Linked DNA regions of Pan troglodytes: region 1 is linked to region 2. The links are chromatin contacts, called in public HiChIP or PLAC-seq maps. All regions are on one chromosome and are shown on one strand. Each heading gives the region's core, a stretch centred on a gene start, on an enhancer-like site or on the middle of the called end of the contact. The rest is flanking DNA. Distances are from core to core; before and after follow the strand shown.

Region 1 (6,044 bases), core at 956-3,455, 320 kb after region 2:
TCTTCTTGTCACCATCCTTCTTTTCTTCTTCTTCCTCATCAGAACCAACATCTTCAATTTCAGGTTTGTCTTCCGACTCTTTCTCTTCTTTTTCTTTTTCTTCTTCTTTGTCTTCCTTTTCTTCAGCCTCATCATCGCTGACTTCTTTATCACGTTCCTTCTCCACCTTCAAAACATGAAATCACATCACTGCTGCACTCTAGAACTAAGCCACAGCGCTGCGCCACTATTTTCAACCTAAGGCCAAAGTCTAAATTAGCCAACTTGAGAATCACCCAGCTTTTCATCAATATTTGATACATCCACTTAATAGCCCGAGGGACCTTTACAGAGTTAGGCAGTAGAGCTTAGGTTCCCCAGGCTTCAGACTAGTTGAACAGATCTAGGGACTAAGGATGTAGTACAGTCACCCCAATCACCTACAGACAGAAATTCACTCTGCAATTACATAAAAACTTACAAAAAGAGTAATGGGATATCCAATAAACTGAGAATGTTTCTTCACAATCTCCTTTATTCTTCGTTCCTCCAAGTACTCAGTTTGGTCTTCTTTCAGGTGTAGGATAACTTTTGTTCCACGACCCATAGGTTCACCTGCAAGAGAAAAAAGAAAAATTGACTTAATAATACATTCAATTTAGTGCTCAACGCCATGCCTAACATCCTTATAACGTGTCTATAAAGCAAGGTTTGCCGTTACTACAGATGCAAAGGCGCCCACAGCACAACCTTTTGGGCAAGGTGCCTTGCCCAAAAGAACCACCCACCAAGTCATGCCATTACACTAAGTGCTCTAGCTTGTTCCTGATCGTCGGGCAAACACAAATTCTGTAAGCTTCACCGCATCCCCAGGGGTTCAAGGGTTGCAGCACCCCACCCTTCTACCGCTCACCTAACCAGTGAATGTTCAGGTGCCTACCTGTGTCTGTCCTCACTGTGAATGATCCCCCTGCTGAGGACTCCCAAGCGTACTGCTCATCATCATTATGTTTGGTGATCACAGTTACTTTCTCAGCAACCAAATAAGCAGAATAAAAACCAACACCGAACTGGCCAATCATAGAGATATCTGCACCAGCCTGCAAAGCTTCCATGAACGCTTTGGTCCCAGACTTGGCGATAGTACCAAGGTTATTGATCAAGTCAGCCTTGGTCATTCCAATTCCAGTATCCACAATAGTGAGGGTTCGATCTTGTTTGTTCGGTATAAGGTTAATATGCAGCTCTTTCCCAGAGTCTAATTTACTGGGATCTGTCAAGCTTTCATACCGGATTTTGTCCAACGCCTGTTAACAAAAAATATTAATTTAAGCACACAGCACCCCCAAGAAGTTCATACTGAAACCAAAATCCGATTCTGGGTTAATAAGCGACTTACATCTGATGAATTTGAAATGAGCTCTCTCAGAAAGATCTCTTTGTTCGAGTAGAAAGTATTGATGATCAATGACATCAACTGGGCAATTTCTGCCTGAAAGGCGAAAGTCTCAACCTCCTCCTCCTCCATCGGTTGGTCTTGGGTCTGGGTTTCCTCAGGCATCTGGAACGACACCGCGCCGGTTTAAAACCTTGCAGGACGTCTACAGAGGCAACACGAGATTCCATCGCGCCCTCCAAATATTTCTAAAGCCGGATTGGAGATTTGCGAAGTTTAAGTAAACCGAAAATAGAAGGGCGGCTGACAAAGGATGACCTCATTTCGGAGCGCGGCAACTACCACGAGCGTGTGCGCGCTTCCGGGCGGCCGCCGCAGGCCCGGGCCCAGTCCCCCGCCGCGGTCCCCAACGGACACCCCGGGTGCCCTCCCGCGCGGGCTGCGGCTCCGCCACGGCGGCCTCCTCCGCCTGCGCCCCCAGCGGGGCCGGGCGGGGGACCCCCGCGGCGGGGCCGCTCTGTTCGCGTGCGGCGCCAGCTCTGGCGCTGCTGCGGAGCCTCGGGGAGCCCGCGGCCGCCCGGCCCATTCCTGAAGCGGGGTGCGGAAACCGCAGCGGGCCCGAGGCCTCCGGAATAGGAAGCGCGGCCGCCCGTGAGCGCGGCCCTGGCTGCTTCAGGGATCTCGTCCGGCCCCCACAGCCTCCGCTCCGCGCCAGCCGCCCCCGGTCCCGGTCCCCAATACACCTCCACAGGCCCCCACAACCACCCCTCACCTTGGCTAAGTGACCGCACAGGACCAACGGCACAGCAACACCAGGACGCTGAAGCAACTGACGCGCCGCCCCCGCGCCTGCCTTATATAGCGACGGGCCCGCCCAGCGCGCGGCGCTTTTTCCAGAAGCCTCCCGAACCTTCCGGAAGAACCCTCCCCAGCCGCCGCCGCGGCCGCGCGCCTGCGCATGCGCCGTCGCCGCGGCACCCCCCCCCGCCCCGCCTTCCTGCGGGCGCGCGCAGGCCCTGCTCGTGGCCCGGCCCGGGCAACCTTCCCTCAACCGCCGCCGCGCGCCTCTCGCACGCCCCCGCGCCGGCCTCAATGCGCCTGCGCGGCCTGGAATTCTCGGGAAGGTCCGGGCGCCTTCTGGGGCCGCCCGCGCCCTCCGCCCTGCACCCCCACCTGCCGAGCGCGGGCGGAGGGCACGCCCGGGCGTGGGGGCCTTTGAAGTGAGGTGTAGTTGGTCACCCGGGCTGAGCGGAACGCGGGGCCGGGGTGGGAGGCGCGCCTGGAGGGAGGGTCGTGCATGGACGGAGAGCGCCCCGGGTCTCACGCGCCCGGGAGACTACCGGAGCCGTCGTCCTGACTGGCGCCGCGCCCGCTGCCAAAGAACCCAGCCGCAGGCGGCGCCGGGATCGCGGGGCTCTGCCCTCTGGGGGCTGTTAGCCCCAGGCTGCTGCGCACTGGGGAGGCTGTCCCGCGGCCTGCGCGCTCGGGGATTCTCCAGACCCACCGCTGGCTCGGGAGCGCTCCCTACTTTTGGGTTCCCCGAAAGCCATGTGCTTCATACTTAAGGGTCCCTTAGCTTGGGAATCGGGGACTTGGTGAACAAATTCATGCTTACCCAGATACACCCGGCATGATTTTGAAAAGCCCATCGTTTTGCCGACCGATTTGCGGTCTCCAAATTAAGTATCTAACACTTTGGTGATTAACTTGTCCTAAAAGGTTCGTTTTGTTTTTTTTTTCTTGTTTTTTTTTTTGGACAGGCTCTCGCTTTGTCGCCCAGGCTGGGGTGCCGCGGCGGAATCTCGGCTCACTGCAGCCTAGACCCTCCCGGGCTCAGGTGATCCTCCCGCCTCAGCTTTCCCAGTAGCTGGGACGAGCGCGGGCAGAGGACCACAGGCGCGGACACCACACCTGTCTAGTTTTTGTATTTATTTGTAGAGTCGGGGTTTCACCATGTTGCCCAGGCTGGAAAAGCCAATTTCTACATGGGAATTTTCGGATATTTTGGCCAAGGCCAGCTGTGGGAACCTTGGAGGCGTTGGGGTTCCTTCCACCTGGCTTCCCTGCCTAGTCCATGTCCTCTTCCTCTTTGTCGCTGGCGCCTCCCATGATTGGGCCTCCTCCTGCCTGGACTCATAGCCAGGCCCTGGGAATAATCTGAAAGCTCCTTGCCGTGTAAAGAAACGATGGAACTATCTCCGCTTCCTGGTCTCTAGGGAAACGCAACTTGCTCAGGAGCAGGGGTTTTCAGACTGCGGCCTGGGACCCCCTTACGAGTGTGTGAAATCAACATAAAGCGTCTTGCCTGGCATTACAAAGCGGGGGAAGTGGAAGGAAACTAGCAGCCACGTGGCGCGGGCCCCAGCGGTGGTGACCGGGTGTGTGCCTGGTCCTGTGGTAGCTGTTGCGCAGCCTGGGGGCGCGCCCCCGGCCCAGGCTTTCCCTACAGCTGCAGCCTGGACTGGCGGGGAGGAATCCGGAAGCAGGAAGAGCGGTGAGCGGGTCGCTGAAGGGGCGCAAGGTCTTCCCTGGCGAGTGCCGCCTTCGCCTGTTTCCTTCCTGTCACCACCAGCCACTGTCCCCGCTCTCACTTGTAGGAACTTTTCCTACCGCAGTTTCTGCCATTGCCCAGGGGGTTTGAGATATAGAGGAGCCATCCAGGGCCCCAGCTCTGACGTTCTTTTTTTTCTTTTCTTTTCTTTTCTTTTTTTTTTTTTTTAGACAAAGTCTCACTCTTGGTCCCCCAGGCTCGAGGGCAATGGCACAATCTCTGCTCACTGCAACCTCTACCTCCTGGGTTCAAGCGATTCTCCTGCCTTAGCCTCCCGAGTAGCTGGGATTACAGGCACCCGCCACTACGCCCGGCTAATTTTTGTATTTTTAGTAGAGACGGGGTTTCACCATGTTGGCCAGGCTGGTCTCGAACCCGTGACCTCAGGTGATCCGCCCGCCTCGGCCTCCCAAAGTGCTGGGATTACAGGCGTGAGCCACGGCGCCCGGCCAGCTCTGACATTCTTTGTCCTTTGTTTTGGGGACCTTCATTTACCCCCATTTCTCCAGTGAACCTGCTCCAAAGCCCCTCCCTGGGTCTGGGCATCACTGGGAACCACTGTTTCCCGTCAGGCCCCATCTTCAATGTCCCTTCTTCCTTCCACAACTTCTTGTCTTTCCAGCTCTCCCCCGTCGGTTAATAAACAGGACATTTTTGTCCTGTCTCCAGGTGACATTCCAGTTACCCACCAGGTGCGACCTCTGTAATGGTTTCTACCATCAACACGCCAGCCCCTGGCTGTTCCTTCTCTCTTCTTAGACTCATGCCCCTCTCCCTGGCACATCACGGAGCTCTTGGAGGTGGGTCTTTGCCCCCAGGAAATCTTGTCCAGCACTCTCACTAATAGAACTTGTGTGCAGATGACTCACAGAAGAGCCCGGCCAGGACTCAGCTCCAGACCTGGATGCTGAGCCTCATGAGCTTCCCCCCTGTCTCCAGCCCTATTTGAGGGCTCGTTAGCCAGGTCACTGACTATCCCACCTTAAAGAACCCCAAGCATCCCCACAACGGATCTGGCACTGAGTCCTGCCACTTCTGCCTCCTAAGTACCTCTTGAACCCAGCCACTTCCCTCCACCTTCATCCCCCGCTTCCACACAACCGTCAGCTCACCTGGAAGGCCTCCATAACCACCTAACTGCTCCCTGCATATGGTCTGGTCTGTCTCCAAACTGTAACCAGGGTGAGCTTTGAGAACACAGACCTGGCCCTATCTATTCCCTCCTCCCCACCCTCTGCAAATTCTAGCTGACTTCCCATCCTTCTAGGAGGAAGACAGAGCTCTTTAGGCCTGTGAGGCCCTGCAGGTCGCTGCTGCCTCCCCATACAGCGCCAGTTCCCACTGTGCTCCTATTTCTGTGTCTGGCGCACTCCCCATGACTCGCCCCCACGAGGCTGTGCAAATGCTGTTCCCTCTGCCTGGAACACCATTCCCTCTGTTCTTCTCTAATTAATTTTTAATGGACCTTCTGCTCACACATTTTCTTAGGAACCCCACCTGCCTCCCACCAGGCCAGGTGTCCTGTCATGGAGAGGTTCTCAGAATGTGGTGCCCTCTCCTTCAGAGTACAGACCACATGTGCTCCTCTGCTTCCTCTAGCCCTCCAACCCCAAGTTCTTCCACTCCTGCTTCACCGCCTTTTCTGTCCAGCCTCCTCCTCTTCCTTCCTCAACAACATATTTCTTTTTTTTTTTTTTGAGACGGAGTCTCGCTCTGTCGCCCAGGCTGGAGTGCAGTGGTGCGATCTTGGCTCGTTACAAGCTCCGCCTCCCGGGTTCACGCCATTCTCCTACTTCAGCCTCCCTAGTAGCTGGGACTACAGGCGCCCGCCACCACACCTGGCTAATTTTTTGTATTCTTTAAGTAGAGAGGGGGTTTCACCGTGTTAGCCAGGATGGTCTTGATCTCTTGACCTTGTGATCCGCCCGCCTTGGCCTCCCAAAGTGCTGGGATTAGAGGCGTGAGCCACAGTGCCTGGCCTCAACAACGTATTTCTAATAGATCACCAAGCCTTGCAGATTTAGCATCCTAAATATTTGTGGACCTCGTCCCACAGTGATGTTGCTGTTAGGGCAATCTGACCATTTTCCTCCTCTATTTGAAAGCTTTCAGTGTCCC
Region 2 (5,859 bases), core at 236-2,735:
TTCTGCCTCCTGCTTTTACTTCCACCGTCACCTCCTCCACACTCCTGCCACCGATGTCTTCTAAAATGCAAATGTGAGTACATCACTCCCCACTTCAGTATCTGTCAGTGACCCTGAAATGCATTCAAAAAGAAGTACAATATCTTGGCAAGGTCTACCAGTCTTAATTCAGCGTCGCTGTTCCTTCAGTCTCATCTCCGGCCATAACAAAACGTCCTGTGCAGTGCTCTGTCATGCTTCCAAGCCTGACCCCCCTCACCCCAGTCCTGTAGACTTGTCACATGTCATGTCCTTCTGATTGCTGTTTTTTTCTATTTCCATGCAAGCATGCGAACTGCTTGAGGACAAGGGTAGTGCCTTGTTCACCATGAAATTTCTGGCATCATGCTTTGCACATAGTAGTTATCCAACAAATGTGGGTCGAATGAATGAATTGTATGCAACACCGGATCAGGAGATACGATACAAGGATTTTGGTGGCAAAGGATTGTCTCAGAGATGCCTCTAAGCCTCCCTAAGAGTTCATGGCCATAAACCAATAGTTTCAGAGCTACTCCTTTCTGATATGGATATATCCTGGACTTATTAAATTGACAGCACATATTTTATTTTTAAAATGTTATTAAGTTAACTAGGGGCATCGCTCTATCCTCAAAATTGTTTTGGAGACACCATTAACCCACTTAAATTATTAATAAAAAAGCCACTTATTCCGCACAAATAGTTGTTTGAGACTGTCCTGCTTACCTACAGATATTCGTCTAAGAGCCCGCAGACATTCAGACACCCGCAGACAGAACTTACTTTCCTGACCTCCCACAACATTCCTCCCTTTAGATCTTTTTTTTCTTACCCCGTCTTTCAGCTTTCTCATTGCAGAACTGCTGAGAATAATGGAAAATGCTTTGCCTGGAAACTTCCAAGAACAAAACTCCGGGGGCTAAGAGAACGCGATGATTTTTAAGCTGCCAGTTAAGATGCAGCTCCTTCATCATCACAGGTGAAGCACCAATGCCTCTCGCACGTGAAATCCGTACGCTCCTAGAGTCTTACTACCTAATGCATTTCTGCAATCTGGGACGCCTGTCCTTAGCGTCTTCAATAGTTTTGGGCACGAGGTGGACCGCGGAAGCATTGTATTGAAAAGTTAACGTTTTTCCCTTGGACACCCTCTCCTCACAGCTATTAACAAGCTGAGAGAAATCAGGTGACTCCCAGTCATGCAGAGGTTTCCTCACCATTTATGATCAAGCCTAATTAAAGAATAAAAATAAAATCCTATTGGCGCAGCGGCCACCAAGTCTTTGAGGCCTCGCCTCGGTGGGCGGGGCCGACGCCGGAGGAGAGGGGCTGCACATGTGGGCGTGACCTCGCGGAAGGAGCTGCGGAGGGCGGGGCCGGCTGGGGAGGGGCGGGGCTGTCGGGTGGGCGGGACCTCGCGGCAAAAGCTGCGGAGGGCGGGACCAACCAGGAAAGGACGGGACTGTCGGGTAGGCGGGACCTCGCGGGAGAAACTGCGGAGGGCGGGACCAACCAGGGAGGGGCGGCGCTGTCGGATGGGCGGGACCTCGCGGGAGGAGCTGCGGAAAGCTGAGCTGGTGAGGGGAGGGGCTGGTCGAGGGGAGGGGTTGGTGGTGGGGAGGGGCTGGCCGAGGGAAGGGGCTGGCCGAGGGAAGAGGAGGGGAGGGGACGGGCTGGTCGAGGGGAGGGGAGGGCAGGGGACGGGCTGGTCGAGAGAAGGGGAGGGCAGGGGACGGGCTGGTCGAAGGGAGGGGACGGGGTGGTCGAGGGGAGGGGACGGAGGGGAGGGGAGTGGAGGGAGGGGAGGGGAGTGGAGGGAGGGGAGTGGAGGGAGGGGAGGGGAGTGGAGGGAGGGGAGGGGAGTGGAGGGAGGGGAGGGGAGTGGAGGGAGGGGAGGGGAGTGGAGGGAGGGGAGGGGAGTGGAGGGAGGGGAGGGGAGTGGAGGGAGGGGAGGGGAGTGGAGGGAGGGGAGGGGAGGCGGGGCCCAGCGGTGTCCCGCGAAACTGCCGCTCGCTCGGTTCCCGGGCCTCCCCGTGCGCCTCAGTGCAAAGCGTGCCAGGCACTCTTGACTGCAACGAGAGCCGCGGCGGTGAGGGGGCAAGGCCAAGAGGCCACGGTTCGCGTTTCGCCGGCTGCAGAAGTTGTTGCCATACATTTCAAATGTGCATTTCCTACGTCTCACGCTCTGTCTTGCGCCTCCACAGCGGGCCACGGCCCTGTCACCGCAGTCGCAGCCACGTGCTCCCTCCCCTGAGTCGGCTCAGCTCTGCTCAGCGGTCAGCCCCGCGCCAGGAGGCCGCGGCCTGCCTGAGGCCGGCTCGCAGCGACTCGCGACGGAGGGCGGGGGCGTGAACGGGTCGCGCGGAGAGGGTGGGGGGAGCAGGGAGCGTTAGGGCACGTGGGGGCGCGTCGACCAATGGCAGGGCGCTGTTGAGGGCAGCGGGGCGGGGCCGGGCGCAGGGGCGGGGCGAGCGGCGGGCGGGGAGGGGCGGGGCGGCCGGCCGGGGGTGGGGAGGAGAGGGGCGGGGCGGGCCGGCCGGGGGAGGGGCGGAGAGACGCCGCCGCTGCCGCCGCCGCCGCCGCCGCCGCCGCCGCGGCTGCCGCAGCCTCTGGGAGCCTGGAAAAGGGGAAGCGAGAGCAAGCGAAAGACTCAGTCCCCGGGCGGCGGCGGCGGCGGCGGCGGCCGCGGGGGCGCGACGGCCGGGGCGGGGGCGCTGCTGCTGCGGGGGCAGGCGGCGGCAGGGGCGGCGGCGGCGGCGGCGGCCCGCTCCAGCCATGCCGAATAAAAACAAGAAGGAGAAAGTGAGTCCGGGCCCGGCCGCGGGACGGAGGGAGCGGGGAGGGACTGCCGGGGGAGGGCGCGACGGCACCGGGGTCCTGCGCCCGGGCCCCGGCTCAGTTCCCCGCCTGACGCCGCGGGCTTCGCGTCCCCGAGGGCGGCCGAGCCAGGCATCCCCGGGCTTCTCTCGGCCTCATGCCCGGTGGGGGCGGGGAGCCCGGGGATCGCGCCGGAGCCGCGGGGCGCAGGCCCGGGCCGCTGGGACCTTCGTGATGGGCCGGGGCTGGGCGTGGAGGGAGGGCGCGGCCCGGGGAGGGGGTCGGAGGGGCGCCCGTTTCCGACAGTGCGGCGTGGGCTTGGGCCGGCAGGTGCGGCCGCCGAGGGGGTTCGCAGCCTCGCAGACTCCCGGAAAGGAGCTTCAGGGATGGGGGCTGTAGACGCCTGGGGAGGGACCCCTGGACGGGGGAAAGGGAGCGAGAAGGGACCGCGCTGAGAGCTGGTAAGGAATTATCTGCCGCCCCGGAGGGACGCTCTGGGGCTCTCAAACACTATTATTATCCTGGGTGGCGGCGGCGGTGAGGGCTGCGAGCAAGGGTGCTGCGTTTGCATTCGGGGGGGGCGGGTATGTTTCTGCTTCAGGTGGAGCTCTGTAGCGTTTCATTATCACCCCAGAAATCCTCACTCATAGGGTTTAGGGTGGGAGGGTAGAAAGGGATGTGATGTGGATCTCAAAATGCCAGAAGCACTGTATAAAATTGGATTTATCTGTTTTCTGCTTGAAGTTTTCAACCTCAAATGCAGATAAAACGAAAAGAATCTGAATGGGGGGTGGGGGGCATTGCACTGTTGGAATCCTAAACGGTATGATACAGAATTTCCTAATGGTATGAATTAAAAATATCAGAAGCTGTAGTTGTATAAATCACTTTTAAAACTGCATTTGGCTTATCTGATGTTTACCTGTCTAAAAAGTGAGAAGACTAATTGACTTTGCTTGATGTTTACCAGGAATCACCAAAAGCAGGGAAGAGTGGAAAAAGTTCAAAAGAAGGACAAGACACAGTAGAATCAGAGGTAACTGTCATCAAATATTGACTTTGTATTTTATACACAGCTTTTAACTTAAGGTAGAAAAACCGAGAGTGATAAAGCCTAGAATCTTCTAAAATGTTTCTCTATGTGAGGTTTTTTTTTTGTGGTGTCTTTCATAATCCTCAATTTTAGTTGTTTAGGTATTTACTGTTTTGCTTTGGAAAACTATTAATGATTTTATGAAAATTGTGCTTGCCTGTGGAGTTTGTTTGTGGGTTTTTGGGGGGTTTTTTGTTTTTTATTTTTTTGAGACGGGGTCTCACTTTGTCACGCAGGCTGGAGTGCAGTGGCGCAATCTCTGCTCACTGCTACCCCTTGCCGCCCAGGCTCAAGTGATCCTCTTACCTCAGCCTCCCAAGTAGCTGGGACCACAGGAACATGCCACCACACCCAGCAATTTTTTTTTTTTTTAATACAGTCTCACTCTGTCGCCCAGGCCGGCAGTGCAGTGGCGCGATCTTGGCTCACTGCAACCTCTGCCTCCTGAGTTCAAGCAATTCTCCTGCCTCAGCCTCCTGAGTAGCTGGGATTACAGGCACCCGCTACCACGCCCGGCTAATTTTTGTATTTTTATTAGAGACGGGGTTTCACCAGGTTGGTCAGGCCGGTCTTGAACTCCTGACCTCGTGACCCGCCCGCCTTGGCCTCCCAAGGTGCTGGGATTACAGGCCTGAGCCACCGTGCCCATCCTGGATCTGGTATTTTTAAGTTAATTTCCCACACCTCAAACCCAGCAACCCTCCTGTATAGATTGGTCTTATGCAGTCTATGGTGTTGCTATGTTGCTTTTAGCTTTAGGGTCATCCCCCCACCGCCACTTCCATTGCAAGCTGCCAGGCAACTCAGTGGTTAGTTCTTTTTCTTCCATCACCTTGTTTTATTTCAAACCATCTCTGCTACTGACGTCCTGGGCTAGCTCCCTATTTCTGTTGACGGTCCCTTGGCCTCTTTCTCCAATAATGTTGGTATTTGAAAAAATTTACCTAGTTTTGGTATTTTATTATTGTTCACATTGTGTGTGTGTGTGTGTGTGTGTGCGTGTGCGTGTGCGTGTGTGCGCGCGCCGGCCACTTGTGACTTTCTTTGCTTCTTGGCTTTGGCCTCATTGAGGAACAGCTGGAATGCCAAGTGAGCATTGCATCTACTTGACCAAGGTTGATGCTGTTCCTTCACACCGTGAAGTGCCTTCAGAGGATTTGCAGAGTCACCACTTTCCTTTGCCTTTTCTTCCTTGTGACTAATTGTTGAACTAGAGCACCTAGGGCCAAGGGTCCAGGAGCTGCGCGGACCCAGGCAGAGCCAGTAGGTCCTTTTGAATCCATGGGTAGCACATAATTGGGTTAATAGAGTGTCAGTTATCCAGAACTGGATCATTGAGGCCCCAGTCTTATCACAAATGACGTTTATTTGCCAGTGTCAGACTTCTTCCTGTAAGCCAAATTAGAATGAGTTCAGTTCTGTCTGGGAAACACAGTTAACTGGCGATGATCTGCAGTGGACTTTTTTTTAGCCCTGCATTCTCTCTTTTCTATCATTTGGTGTATTCTGAACCTCCCTTCTCTTCAGCAGGTGGTTTATTCCAGCAAATCTGTTGCCCTCCCCAAAGCAAAAAGCAGAAATCCAAAAGATTCCTTAAATGTCAATAGTTAGGATCATTTGTGCCAGTCTGTCCCTCCCTGTCTTTATAGCAGACAACTGAGGTTTACTGTGCCATGCTGGGATTTGACTTCTTTATTTCTTCCCTGTCACCCTTTTGACTAAATTCATTTCGATGAAGATGAAATGTAGGTGCTTTATGAAGGTATATGCTATATGCCTTTTTTTTTTTTTTTGGTCTTTTGATCTTTCATTAAAACTGCTAAGATTTCTTCTCCCCAGAGCTTTCTTGCTAATGTGCCTATGTCCTCTTACTTTAGCTATATTCCTTATACAAAGGAGCATCAGTGTGTATATATCATTTATTTCTA

The links. HiChIP or PLAC-seq counts read pairs in DNA pulled down with a chosen protein or histone mark.
Region 1: a contact with region 2 is called in an H3K4me3 HiChIP or PLAC-seq map of stem cell-derived excitatory neurons, with 2.5 times the contacts expected there. The contact joins the promoter of HSP90AA1 here to the promoter of PPP2R5C in region 2. A contact is called at or near these places in 1 of 7 Hi-C or Micro-C datasets (stem cell-derived neural progenitor cells) and 1 of 1 datasets of contacts at active chromatin or transcription factors (stem cell-derived excitatory neurons).

The regions. Positions count from the first base shown.
Region 1 is chr15:100,098,477-100,104,520 of NHGRI_mPanTro3-v2.0_pri, forward strand. HSP90AA1 (heat shock protein 90 alpha family class A member 1) reads right to left here and starts at 2,206. Exons shown (of 11, transcript NM_001098572.1): 1 at 2,148-2,206; 2 at 1,379-1,540; 3 at 920-1,286; 4 at 461-594; 5 at 1-166. The coding sequence starts at 1,540.
Region 2 is chr15:99,775,420-99,781,278 of NHGRI_mPanTro3-v2.0_pri, forward strand. It overlaps PPP2R5C (protein phosphatase 2 regulatory subunit B'gamma), which reads left to right and starts at 1,486. Exons shown (of 14, transcript NM_001280086.1): 1 at 1,486-1,598; 2 at 3,809-3,874. The coding sequence starts at 1,557.